2 separate regions of the Sus scrofa genome follow, and region 2 is linked to region 1. Evidence: chromatin contacts called from public Hi-C data. All regions are on one chromosome and are shown on one strand. The core of a region is the stretch at or near the end of the contact, and the rest is flanking DNA. Distances in the headings are between cores, read along the strand shown.

Region 1 (6,399 bases), core at 2,838-5,337:
TTCAGTATAAAAGGACTAATTACATCCCTTTGCTTTCTATAGTAAGTGTGATAAAGTGTTTCTGAAATACATCTTCTTTGTCACTAGAGACACTGGTATTACCAATATGCAATAGCCAAAAAGCTCTCCAACTGTTTAAGTGTAAGATTTTGCAAAACAAACTTGAATACTGCTGCATAATTTGCCTTTCTCCAGAAAAGGGTATTAAACTTTGCTGACATTGGATACAAAATAAAATGCAAAAATTTGCATTTTCAGTACTTTTGGTTTTCTTGACCTTTATCTGAATTTGAGACTAAGCTTTACCAAACAACAGAATTTACACTGTAACTAGCCAACCACAGCCCTCATTATGGAATCCATGCAGTGCATTTGTTACCTAGGAAACAGAAGAGAGCACAGGCAGAGTGCAATTTCAGTACAGCAAAAGAATTCTCCAATCATGCTGGTAAATAAAGTCCATAAATCAACTAATCAGAAGCAAAGTCAAGAAGTATCACGGAAGAGTTAAGCTCTATGGAAACTTTTTTCATGGAAAAAAAGAAACCTGTGGGGTTTCTTTGGGCAACTATGTAGATCTCTTCAGTAAATATTATGAGCAGGTTTCTTTACAAACACAAACTGTCAAAAAATAAACTGTTCAAAATAAATGGCTTCTCTCCAATCTTCAGCTTCTCTATTTTTGACAGTATTTAAGAGAAAAAGCTTCTTTAGAGCCAGCCTCATACATCTGGTAGCAGAATATTAATCCAAGAATGGATTCTGCATGTTTTTGTGAGCAGCAAGGGTTCGTACGGCTCTTAAACAATGCAGGACGATAAAGGCTGGAATGAGAGGTCGATATCCACACTTCTCACAGTCAGGCCTGCTTTCCCAACAAGCTACAAAAAACTGCATGAAAAAGAATTTGGAAGTCACCGATCTTTAATAAAGAATATAAGTGTTACTTTTCCGTTTTCCATGTGGTTATTACCAATGACAGTATTAGTCATTTCAGGGTTCCAGGTAACATATAAAGGGGCTATTTGGGGCATCCCTTAATGCTACCGCACTGATAACTAACACAAAAAGACTAGAAAAGTCTACAGATTTTAAAGCCTATCAAATTTCACTACAGACAGCTTAGTGTTGTTTTAAAAAAAGAGACGGGTAAATGTCAGTGTAAAAAATCTAACTGTACACAAATTCAAAACTTCTTGAAGTAGTATTAATTTTTCATAATATCAAAAGTAGCAGAAAAAAATTTCAACCATGAGAAAGGAAAACTAATTTGCCTTCCTCACACCAACATACCAAATGAGAGATCAGTTGAAAATAGGAAAGGTTCTCTGGAGTACTCATGATTATACTAAAATAGTATGGTTAATTATAGAAAAGCAAAAGTAAAAACAAACAAACAAAAAATAATACCTACATATCACAGCCAAAAAACAAAAACAAAAAACTAGGTATTATCATTTAGCCAACCCACATGAACACTCCATGCCAATCCCAGAAAACTATTAAACAGGGCTACAACTCTGCCAAGCAATTCTCAATGCAGGCCACACTCTCTTAATGTTCAGTTTACACAGTGACTCTTTGTTAAACCTTAATGCTACAACTGACAGCCATGTAAACAAATACATAAACATGCAATTCAATTTGTTGGCTTGTCTTTTTTAATACTAAGAGCTGATGAAGAGTATCTAAGAGCTGAAATTCTGGGAATGTTTCAGAATTCCATTCCACCATGCATGATAAAGCCTGAACAAATTTCAATACCTATTCTCTTTGGGCCATCCTTACTAGAAAAGGAAGAGGAATTTTGCTCAAGGGCCTACCAGTGCCTGGCACTGAGCTCTGTGCAGAGATTAAATTCATTTATCTAATCTAGACCAGAAGTCAAAGCAGGAACTAATCAAAGAGGCTGGTATGATCTTTGTTAGATGCAGCCTCTTCTAAGTTTGAATTAAAGTGTACAAAAATGTTCACTGCAGGCATTTATAAAATTAGGCATGCAATAATAGTAATCTGTTAATGTAAAACTAGGACAAGAATCTAGGATAAATTTCTCTCCCAGAAAAAAAACCCCACTATTTTAGGCATACTAAACTGTCTCCTCTTTATAGTAACAAAAATCAGTTTGCCTAGTTAAAACTACATTAAATTGTGTATGGTTTTCTGATGTATTGCTATATCTTACTCAACAACAATTTAAACTGCAAATACTTTCCCACCATGATTTTCCTTCAGGTTTGGATAATAAGACTTTAAAAAAAAATTTAAGAAAGATTCCATTTTCTAAATATAGCTGTACATATAACTGAGTGTCCCCTAAACTGTTTCTTTCTTTTTTTTTTTAAATCTTGGCAACCATCAGATTTAAGTTTGTCAGTAAGGATTCTCACATAACAGACAAAAAAAAAAAAGTCTCCAGAAATGAGCAGTAGTGGAGGTTAATGCAAAGATACAAATCCATACCTTCGTTAAAACCTTAAGCTGCAAAATTAATTTCCTGTCTTCTATTCAACTTCATTTATTATTTGAGTACCTACAAATACGTAGCAACTGTTCATGAAAAACTTAGATAACATAAATCAGAAATACCATATACAGTACTTTTCAAAACATTATATCCACCACACACAACCCAATCGTTGACTATGGAAACTACATTAAGTACATATAGCAAGGAAAACACAATCACAGGGGAAACGATCAGTTCTAACATCTCATGTTCTCCCCATAGGTCGTGAAATATCTCATATCTTAAACCAGCAAAAATAAAGGTTTTAACCTGAACGGAAAACTGGATAATTGTTTATTGCACCTCCACTGTGGAAGCTGTCACTACCTGAGTTTCTTGCTAACTATTTATTTAATAGGTAGAAGACTGTCATGTCAATCCTAAGGAGTCTGGGAAACAGCTAAACTTTACCCCCTAAACTTACATACTTATGTAAAAATCACAGTCATATTTATCTTTTATTTCTTGCCTGTAAGTCCCTATCTAACCAAGCAAGCAACCAAGCAAGCAAGCCACCAGAAAAACTACAAAACATTCTTCGATTTTGATTTGCTTTTGGTCAGCCCAACCTCCTCCTACCGAGGGAAATCTATTTCTCGATGTATTTGATAACAAACACAAATCACTGTGCGCAGCCTCAGATGTGGTGGGGGGCGGAAGAGCCCTCCGGAGAAAACCCTCCTCCGTTAGAAACAATAAATAAGGGACCGAAGCGATGCACGTTCCTTCACACACGCCCCAAACGCATCTCGGCGTGCCTTGCGGGAGGCAAACAAGTCGGGCAAAGCCCCGAAACACCTCTCTCCCTCTCTCTCTCCATAACCTCTTCAAGACTTGGAAACTAAGAGAGCAGATCTTTTCTTTACCCTTCCCGCCCTCCTTCCCACCTCCAACAGACCCCAGAGCAAGAGCAGGCGAGCGGGACCCACGCAGCACCACCGCGACCGCGGCCCCGGCGGCGACAGGAGACGCTGGGCGGCGGGCCGGCCCGAGAGACAGTCCAAAGCCGCGGCCCCCCCCGCCGCTGCTCGCTCGGCCGCCGGGGGTCTCTACCCTGCACGTCCCCCAGCCCGTAGCTGGCGACGTCTGGCCGCCCAGCTCTCAGCCCTGACTCTCGGCCTTCCCGCGCGGCACCCCCGCCTCTGCCCGCCCCGAGGAACAAAAGGAAGGTTCAGCCGGGTCACTGCTAGGCCGCCGAGGGGGAGAACCCGCGGACCCCAGCGCGGGCCGCCCCCCACACAAAGGGGCTCCCGGCCGCGGGCGCAGCGTCGGCGCGCTCGTCCCCGCTCCGCGCGCGGGCTCTCACCCACCTGCAGGTGTCTGTGCGTCTGTCCATAGGAACGCGGGCAGCGAGGGGGCCTCAGGGAGCCGGGCACCGCGGGCTGGACGGGGCGGGACGGAGGGAAGGAAGGGAGTGCGGCCGCAGGGCCGGGGGTGGCGAAGGCAAGTGGAGCTGGGGAGGCGCCGGACTGGCGACCGACAGAGGTACGGGTCTGGGGGTGGGGGCGCCAGCCTGGCTCGGCCGACCGGCGCTCGCCGCTTCGTGCGCCCCGGGCTCCGCGCGCCCGGCTCGCAGCGCGGCGGGCGGGCGGGGGGCGGGGCGCGGGCGGGGCGGGGCCGGCAAGCGGGGCGGGGGCTCGGACCCCGGGCTCCAGCCGGCACCGGAAACGCGCCGTGGTCCGCGAAACCCACAGGAAGTGTGTAACTGCACCTCCCACGATGCGCACCCGGCTCGCGGTGGTCGCTGCCCCGAGGAGGTGTGGACCAATCCTCCTGCCAAACACGTGTGCACGCGACCCCGGTCTCCGCAGCCCGACAGGTGTGGGACCCAAGATCCCTGCTTCGTTCTCCAGTGGGCAGCACCCGTTCTTTCCACTAGCCCAGGGCCTGCGGTCCCCGCTGCCCCTTGCAGTTCCATACAGCTCTACCTCAACCCCGGCAGCAGACCTTGCGAAACATTCCGTCGTCAGGTGTGTGACACCTGTTTCAATGCACTAAGTGGAGTCATACCCAGGCATGTGCTGGAACACTTCTGATCGACAGACGAGCAACCTACAATCACCGCTGCCTGGTGGAAGTTTCTAACAACACAGGCACTCACCCCATGGAGGGAACCGGACCACTGAATAACACCTAAAACACACTAAGACCGGGGAAGCGTACAGTTGTGCGGGCTCTGCAAAACGGAGGTAAGGCTGGACCTAATACATGCTACCAGGCGCCCTCCACCTTTATCTAGCAAACACTTTCCTATCACTTACATTGTTAATTTACTTAATCCTTAGAACTCTGTGAAGTGGGTATAGTTAACATTGCCATTTTATAGATGAGAAAACTGAGGCACAGAAAAATCTGCCCAAGATCACATAGGTAGCTATGCGAGGAACTCAGATTCATCCCCGGCAGTCTGGCTCTGTGCTCTTAATTTCCTTTCTACTTAAAGCACTGAGCAGCTCCAAAATAATAATAATGGTAATAGATAACATTTCAATCATAGCTGATTAGCCATATGTGGTGCTCACATCTTGTCCTCCCTCCACCTGTGACACAGAAACCTCAATCCCTTCTACTCTGGTGAAGGGAGAGAATATGACTGAGAAGAAGACTATGACTAACTTTCAAACAAAGGAGAAGGGATTCCTAAGATCTTTGTCAACACTGCTGGTCTAGGCTGAATTTAAAAATCTGTAAACATTTTTGATAAAATAATGTGTCCAAAACAACCACCCAGGTAATTGCCGCATGTTTCCAATATGTAATAATCCTGCGGAGAAATTGGAACCCTGTGCCCAATATAAAATGGTGGAAATATAGAATGGTGCAGCCAACATGGAAAACACTGGAGGTTCCTCAAAAAACTAAAAACATAATTACTTTCTGATCCAGAAATCCCACCTCTGAGTATATATCCAAAAGAATTTGAAGCAACAACTTGAAGAAACATTTGCGTACCCATGTTCACTGTAGCATTATTCACAATAGCCTAGAAGTGGAAGAAGCCCAAATATCCATGAATGGATGAATGGATAAACAAAATGTGGCATATACATACAGTAGACTATTATTCAGTCTTAAAAATCCTGTCACATGCTACAACAAAGATAAACCTTGAGGGCATTATGTCAAGTGAAATAAACCAGTCAACAAAAGGACAAACACTGTATTCCACTTATATAAGGTAACTAGAGTTGTCAAAATCATGGAACCAGAAAGGTACTGTGGTGGTTGGTTGCCAGGGACTGAGAAGGGAAACATGGAGCGTTGTTTTTCCACGAGTATAATGTTTTAGTTTTGCAAGATGAAAAAGCTCTAGAGATCTGTTAGGCAACAATCACTGAACTGTACACTTAAAAATGGTAAAAAAGAGAGTTCCCGTCGTGGCACAGTGGTTAACGAATCCGACTAGGAACCATGAGGTTGCGGGTTCGGTCCCTGCCCTTGCTCAGTGAGTTAAGGATCCGGTGTTGCCGTGAGCTGTGGTGTAGGTTGCAGACGCGGCTCGGATCCCGCGTTGCTGTGGCTCTGGCGTAGGCTGGTGGCTACGGCTCCGATTAGACCCCTAGCCTGGGAAACTCCATATGCCGCGGGATCGGCCCAAGAAATAGGAAAAAAAAAAAAAAAAAAGGTAAAAAGGATAGATTTTATATTACTTATTTGTTACTACAGTTAACTTTTCTAATGCAATCCCATCTGTTTAAAGGATATTTCCATCTTGATGAGTTTTTTATTTTAATTTTTTTAAGTACAGTTGATTTATCTATTTATTTTTGGTCTTTTGTCTTTTTAGGGCCACACCCTTGGCATGTGGAGGTTTCCAGGCTAGGGGTCTAATCGGAGCTGTAGCCGCTGACCTACAGCACAGCTCACAGCAATGCCCGATCCTTAACCCA
Region 2 (6,399 bases), core at 1,383-3,882, 190 kb before region 1:
CCCTCCAGCCCCCGGCAACCACCATTCTCCTTTCTGTCTCCGTGATTTTTGACTCTTCTAAGTACTTCATGTGACTGGAATCACACAGTATTTGTCCTTTTGTGACTGGCTTATTTCACTTAGTATAGTGTCCTCAAGGTCATGCATACTGTAGCATATATCAGAATTTCCTTCTTTTAAATGGTGAATAATAATACATTGTTTACTATGAAAACATATGATTCATTTTGCTTAACGTTCCTGTGTTTGTGGATACGTGGGTCACTTTCATCTCCTAGCTATTGTGAATAGTGCGGCTAGGAAACAGGTGGTTATGTATCTTTTTGAGACCCTGCTTTCAGTTTTTTGTGTATAACCCCCCCAAACCTATTTTTTTTTTTAGTAACCATTAAACTTTTCAACTAGTGGCTTTATCATTTTGCATTTCCACCAACACTGCACAAGGGTTCCAATTTCTCTGCCAACACTTGTTATTTTATTTTCCGGGTTTTTTTTTTTTTTTTTTGGCAGGGGGGTTAATAGTAGCCATCTAATGGATGTGAAGTGGTCAGTCGTTTATTTTTATTTCCTTTTTATAGATGATAGAACTGAAGGGCTCACAATCATTACATATCAGACCTGGGATTTGAACTCAAGCGAATTGACCCACTTTTTTTTTTTTTTTTCAGGGTTGCACTTGAGGCATATGAAGGTTCCCAGGCTAGGGGTTGAATCAGAGCTGCAGCTGCCGACCTACACCACAGCCACAGCAACACAGGATCCGAGCCACATCTTCGACCTACATACCCCACAGCTCACAGTAATCTCAGATCCTTAACCCACTGAACAAGGCCAGGGATCAAGCCAGTGTCTTCATGGATACTAGTCAGGTTCATTTTTGCAGAGCCACAATGGGAACTCCAGCAATTGACTCACTATTAACCAATATATTAAGATACTTGTGAGACTGAAATGCAAAAAACACTCAAGAAGATGAAAGGGTTCAAGGACTGATAGTTACCAAATAAAGGAAAAAAATAATCAGCAGCAAGGTAAGCTTACCTTTCTCTCCCTCTCTCTCTCTCTTTGGCCTTGCCAGCAACATGCAGAAGTTCCTGGGCCAGGGGTCAAACCCATGCACCACAGCAGCAACTCAAACTAGAGCAGTGACAGTGCTAGATCCTTAACCCACTGCCCCACCAAGGAACTCCAATTTACCTTTCTCTTGATAATGTTTTCCGAATCCTGTGAGGCTGAATCTATTATGAAATTACAAAATGGTGTTCTGGGGGGTAGAACTCTTTTTTTCACCTTAAAGAAATTTGTTCAGAATGTCTGTTCTGAACTGTTCAATTCTTGGGACTTAGACTGGAGTTTTCTTATGCCCTAATTTCTGTATTGACAACATAAAAACAAAAAATTCTCTTAACGTTCTGTCAGCAACATATGTTCCAGTCATCATTTTAGCCAGTCCAGATCTCAAAAAGTTCTCTTAGCTGAAAAGGGGTCCCGGCCAACTACCAAAATGCTCATTTTACATCTAGATTAAAGAAGTCAGCAGACTACTGAGCTCTCGGATCTGGTCTCAGAGGAGTTCCTTCCTGCAGAGCAGAGACAATGTGTGAGATTTAAGAACCGGGGCTTTCCCATATGACAGACCTTTAGTCATTGAAATTCAGCTAGCTACTTGACATAAAGTAACTGAACATTTCTGAGTCTGATGTATAAGTAATAAAGAAAGAAATATATAAATAAATCACATATAAATATAGGAGTGAATGTAAGTCATACATAAATCAGGGAGTGACAGGACCAGAGCTGATGCCCAGGAAGCACCTAGCATGCACAGGCACTTAATAAATGCTTGGTAGTTCAAATTTCAGTCATGGATCCATGCACAACAAAATTGGGCACCATAAACATATTATTAAGCAAACATCAGTTATTAAGAACATATGCTCAAATTCTAGAAAAGATGGCGATGTTAAGATGGTTAACGACCCAGAACAGGTGACACACATCCACACGAGGTTACTATTCAATGCAGAGAAGTATATCTATTGTGCTGGAATCAGGCCGACAGGTGATCCCACTAGGAACGACTTCGTGTTCTGAGATGTGGCATACCCATTTCTTAAATACAGACTATTGCACAGTAGTAAAAGTTTCCACAAGTTTATTGCTTTTCTCATGTATAATTATGTAAACTACAAAAGAAAAATATGCCTGGGATTTGCGTATATAGACGCTCAACCTGAGAAGGTTGTTAAAGCTGGGAAGCGAGTCTAGCCTATGAAGACTTGCTCTCCGAATCCCAAGGGGAGCTAGGCCTTTAGTGCTGGGTGGCTTTTCGCCCCCGCCGCTCCCAGATGAATGGGCCGCTCGCGGTGCTAGGGACCCGGCGGTCTCTGCCCCGCCCCTGCCCAGCGGAGCCCGTAGGAGGCGTCCCTGCGCCCCGCCCCGCTCGGGCCCCGCCCCGGCCGGCCCCGCCCCCGCTGGTGCGGCCTGCGTGTTCCAAGAGCCTCTCCACCTGCCACTCTTGGAAGGGAAGTGGCGTCTGCAGGAGGCGGCAGTTAGAGTACGAATCGCAGTGAGCAGCGGCCCCCGGGTTCAGCCGGGAGGCGGAACTTCCGCTCCCTCCCCGGTAAGTCATCGAGAGGCGGAAGCGCAGCGGGGGCGGGAAGGTTGTAGAACGGCACGTTGAGCTCTGTTTGCGGTTCTTCAAGTCGCGTCCCCTTGGAGAACGCACCCCGACTGAGGCAGCCCGGGGCTCTCTCGCCTCCCGGTAAGTAGGACCATCTGGCGGCGCCGGGGGAGCAGAGCACGTGGCCCCGGCGCTGACCCGCTGCAGCCGTCCCTTGCCACCGGGCAGTGGCCTCCGCCAACCCTGCTCCCAGCATTTCTCACTCCCAGCGTTTCTCACTCCTTCTCCGCTCTTTGGTCTCTGCCGCAGCTCCTGCCCGGCCTGCCCTCCACCACGCCCCAGGGCACCCTTTTGAGACGCAGGTCCAGCCCGGTCCCATCTCTGCTTGACGAAGATGGCCCTCTTGTCCTTCCCGTTCAAATCAGGCTTCGCTCGCCCTGTGTTCCTTCGCCGCAGGAGACACTTAGTATTATTTCGTTCAAAACGAAAAAAATGTTTGCTAGCGCTTGGATTTTCCCAAAGACCCCTGAGGGCATCCTTCGCCAAGCCGGGAGAATCAGTGCCTCTGCGCTTGCAGAGCGCTGTTTACAAGAGCGCGTTTGTTAAACTTCGTTAGTATGGTTGTTTTCCCACCGAATTATATGTTTCTTGAGGGCAGGAATTAGGGTCTTGCTCTTTTGAGTTCTCTCCAAGGCCCGATACAAAAACACAAAGTTTGGAAACTCAACAGCCCAAAGTATTCTCACTAGCTTTGTGACCTTAGGCACGATTTCCCCATCTATAAAGTGGTGATAAATGAAATAACTGATTTCACTCATCTTACACAGTGTATGGTGCAGAATATGTACTCGATAAATATTCGACTCGTTTTATTTTTAGCTGTCAGTAGTTGCTAGGTACGGTTTTTTAAGTGGCTGGAGAGGCATCCTAGATGCGTGATTTTTCTTCCCATCTCTGTGATCATATTGATGCTCTCAATTAGTTAATACATTTGGTAGTATTTGACAAGCACAGCCTAATTATGTAATTAAAGACTAATGCTAAATGTTGGTGTCAACATCTGCAAGAATAAACATTTAACCTTCATGCTCTAATAACTTGAGGGGCTTGATTTAAGTCTGTGTGCCTTTCAGATGTATGCTTCCGAAGAGATGAAGATATGTGTGTACACATTTCTTATAGGTGATTGTAAAGTGCTGACCCATTGCCACTGAACATAGTTGAAACAGAATAGGAAGATGGCAGCAAACTCTTCAGGTCAAGGTAAATGCGTCCTGGAATTTATTCCTAGGAACTTTTTTCCCCGTGTAGTAAAGTATTTTGATAGAAAACTTAGCATGCTGAAGCCAGAATAAAAAATGAATAGCAAAGTAAAACCCCCATATTTGAAGCAAGTCCAACCAAGCAAGTCCAATATATAACATCCTTAATAGCTATAAATCTTACCTTTTAATCTGGTTAAGATCATTCACATTTTGTAAACCTAGGTCCTCCTCTGACATCTGTGTTTTCTTGCTCTTTTACTTGAGATCAGAACCCCCCCCCCCTCCATTTTTTTCCCCCTGTCTTTTTAGGGCTGCACCCAAGGCCTTTGGAAGTTCCCAGGCTGGGGGCTGAATCAGAGCTATAGCTGCCGACCTACGCCACAGCCACAGCAATGCTGGATCCTTAACCCACAGAACGAGCCCAGGGATGGAACATGCAGTCTCATAGATATTAGTTGGGTTCATTATTGCTGAGCTACAACGGGAACTCTCAGAACCCTTTTTCTTTTCTTTTTTTTTTTTTTGCTATTTTTTGGGCCGCCTCTGCGGCATGTGGAGGTTTCCCAGGCTAGGGGTCGAATCGGAGCTGTAGCCACCGGCCTACGCCAGAGCCACAGCAACAAGGGATCCGAGCCGAGTCTGCAACCTACACCACAGCTCACGGTAACGCCGGATCGGTAACCCACTGAGCAAGGGCAGGGACCGAACCCGCAACCTCATGGTTCCTAGTCGGATTCGTTAACCACTGCGCCACGATGGGAACTCCAGAACCCTTTTTCAAGAAGTTACCACTAGGCAATATCCATGCCTTCATCTTCATTTGCTCTAAAAACTTTCATACACATTTCATCTATGTTAAGAGCTCTCCAAAGTAAATCAAATTAGGAGTTCCCATCTGGTACAGCGGAAACAAATCTGACTGGGAACCATGAGGTTTTGGGTTCGATCCCTGGCCTCGCTCAGTGGGTTAAGGATCCAGAGTTGCTGTGAGCTGTGGTGTAGGTTGCAGACGTGGCTTGGATCTGGTGTGGCAGTGGTGTAGGCTGGCAGCTGTAGCTCCCATTAGACCCCTAGCCTGGGAACCTCCATATGCCACGGGTGCAGCCCTAAAAAGCAAAAAAATAAATAAATAAATAAAATAAGATTAGAAATATTCTAAATAAGACGTTTTTATTTAAAAACAGTTTTAAAAAGTAAAATTACATCTCTAGAAAGTATTAAATTCCACTTTGTAAGTTGTTTGCTGCTTAGAAACTTGAAGCAAACTTGTCTTTCCTTTTTGTATCAAGTCTAAACTCTTATTTGGGAATTCCCTTTTGGCCCAGGATTCAGAGAACGTTATCAAGGGAAAGGTAAATTGGAGTTTTTTGTGGTGCATTGGGTTAAGGATTGAGCATTGTCACTGCAGCGCTTGAGTCACTGCTATGGCACGGGTTCAATCCCTGACCCAGAAGCTTTTGTATTCTATAGGCACAGCCAAAAACAAACAAAAAAACTATTTGACCCATCGTGTTTTTAAATTAATCTTAGTTTTGTTTTATCTTAAGCTTCATATAAATGGAATCATAGTGTGTATTTGTATCCAGCTTCTCATACTCACTGTACTGTCTGTGAGAAGAATCCATGTTGTACTGTGTATCAGTAGGTCATTCTTGGAGTTACCTGGTGGCCCAGTGGGTTAAGGATCTGGAATTGTCACTGTTGTGGCATGGGTTCCATCCCTGGCCTGGGAACTTCTATATGCTGCAAGTGAAGCCAAAAAACCCCACAAACATAGCTTTTTATTGGAGACTAGTATTCCATTTTATGAATTTACCACAATTTACTTATTTATATCCTCCTTTTTGGAAGGTTTGGGGTTATATCAGTTTTGGCCATTGTGAATAAATGAATATTCATTTGTAAGTCTTTTTGCAGATATTTGCATAAATATCTAGGAATGGAGCAGCTGAGTTTATAGTTAACTTTGTGAAAAACTGCCAAATCTTTCCCCAAAGTGGTTGCAAATCCTTCTAGCATGTGTGAGGATTTTGGTTGCTCCATATATAGCATTGTTGGTCTTTTCAATTTTAGCCATTTTAGAAGCTGTAAAGTGACATCTTATTGTAGTATTAACTTGCCTTTCCTGGATGACAAATGTGGAGCACTTTTTTGAGTGTGTTTATTAGCCATTGTAAATCTTCCTTTGAGAAATGTTTATTCAAGCCCTTTGCTCAATTTTGAAAAATTTGGTTTTTTTTTTTTTTTTTTTTTTTTTGTCTTTTGTCTTTTTGTTGTTGTTGTTGTTGCTATTTCTTGGGCCGCTCCCGCGGCATATGGAGGTTCCCAGGCTAGGGGTTGAATTGGAGCTGTAGCCACCAGCCTACGCCACAGCAACCTGGGATCCGAACCGTGTCTGCAACCTACACCACAGCTCACGGCAATGCTGGATCGTTAACCCACTGAGCAAGGGCAGGGACCAAACCCACAACTTCATGGTTCCTGGTCGGATTCGTTAACCACTGCGCCACG

Evidence for each region. Hi-C and Micro-C count contacts between places; a contact is called where the count stands out from the background.
Region 2: a Hi-C map of embryonic fibroblasts shows a contact between it and region 1, with 3 times the contacts expected there. The contact joins the promoter of INIP here to the promoter of KIAA1958 in region 1. A contact is called at or near these places in 3 of 5 promoter capture datasets (fetal liver, fetal skeletal muscle and liver) and 2 of 47 Hi-C or Micro-C datasets (embryonic fibroblasts and fetal skeletal muscle).

The regions. Positions count from the first base shown.
Region 1 is chr1:253,200,068-253,206,466 of Sscrofa11.1, reverse strand. KIAA1958 reads right to left here and starts at 4,087. Exons shown (of 5, transcript XM_013993763.2): 1 at 3,820-4,087.
Region 2 is chr1:253,390,084-253,396,482 of Sscrofa11.1, reverse strand. It overlaps INIP (INTS3 and NABP interacting protein), which reads left to right and starts at 2,632. Exons shown (of 5, transcript NM_001244886.1): 1 at 2,632-2,764; 2 at 3,806-3,886. The coding sequence starts at 3,862.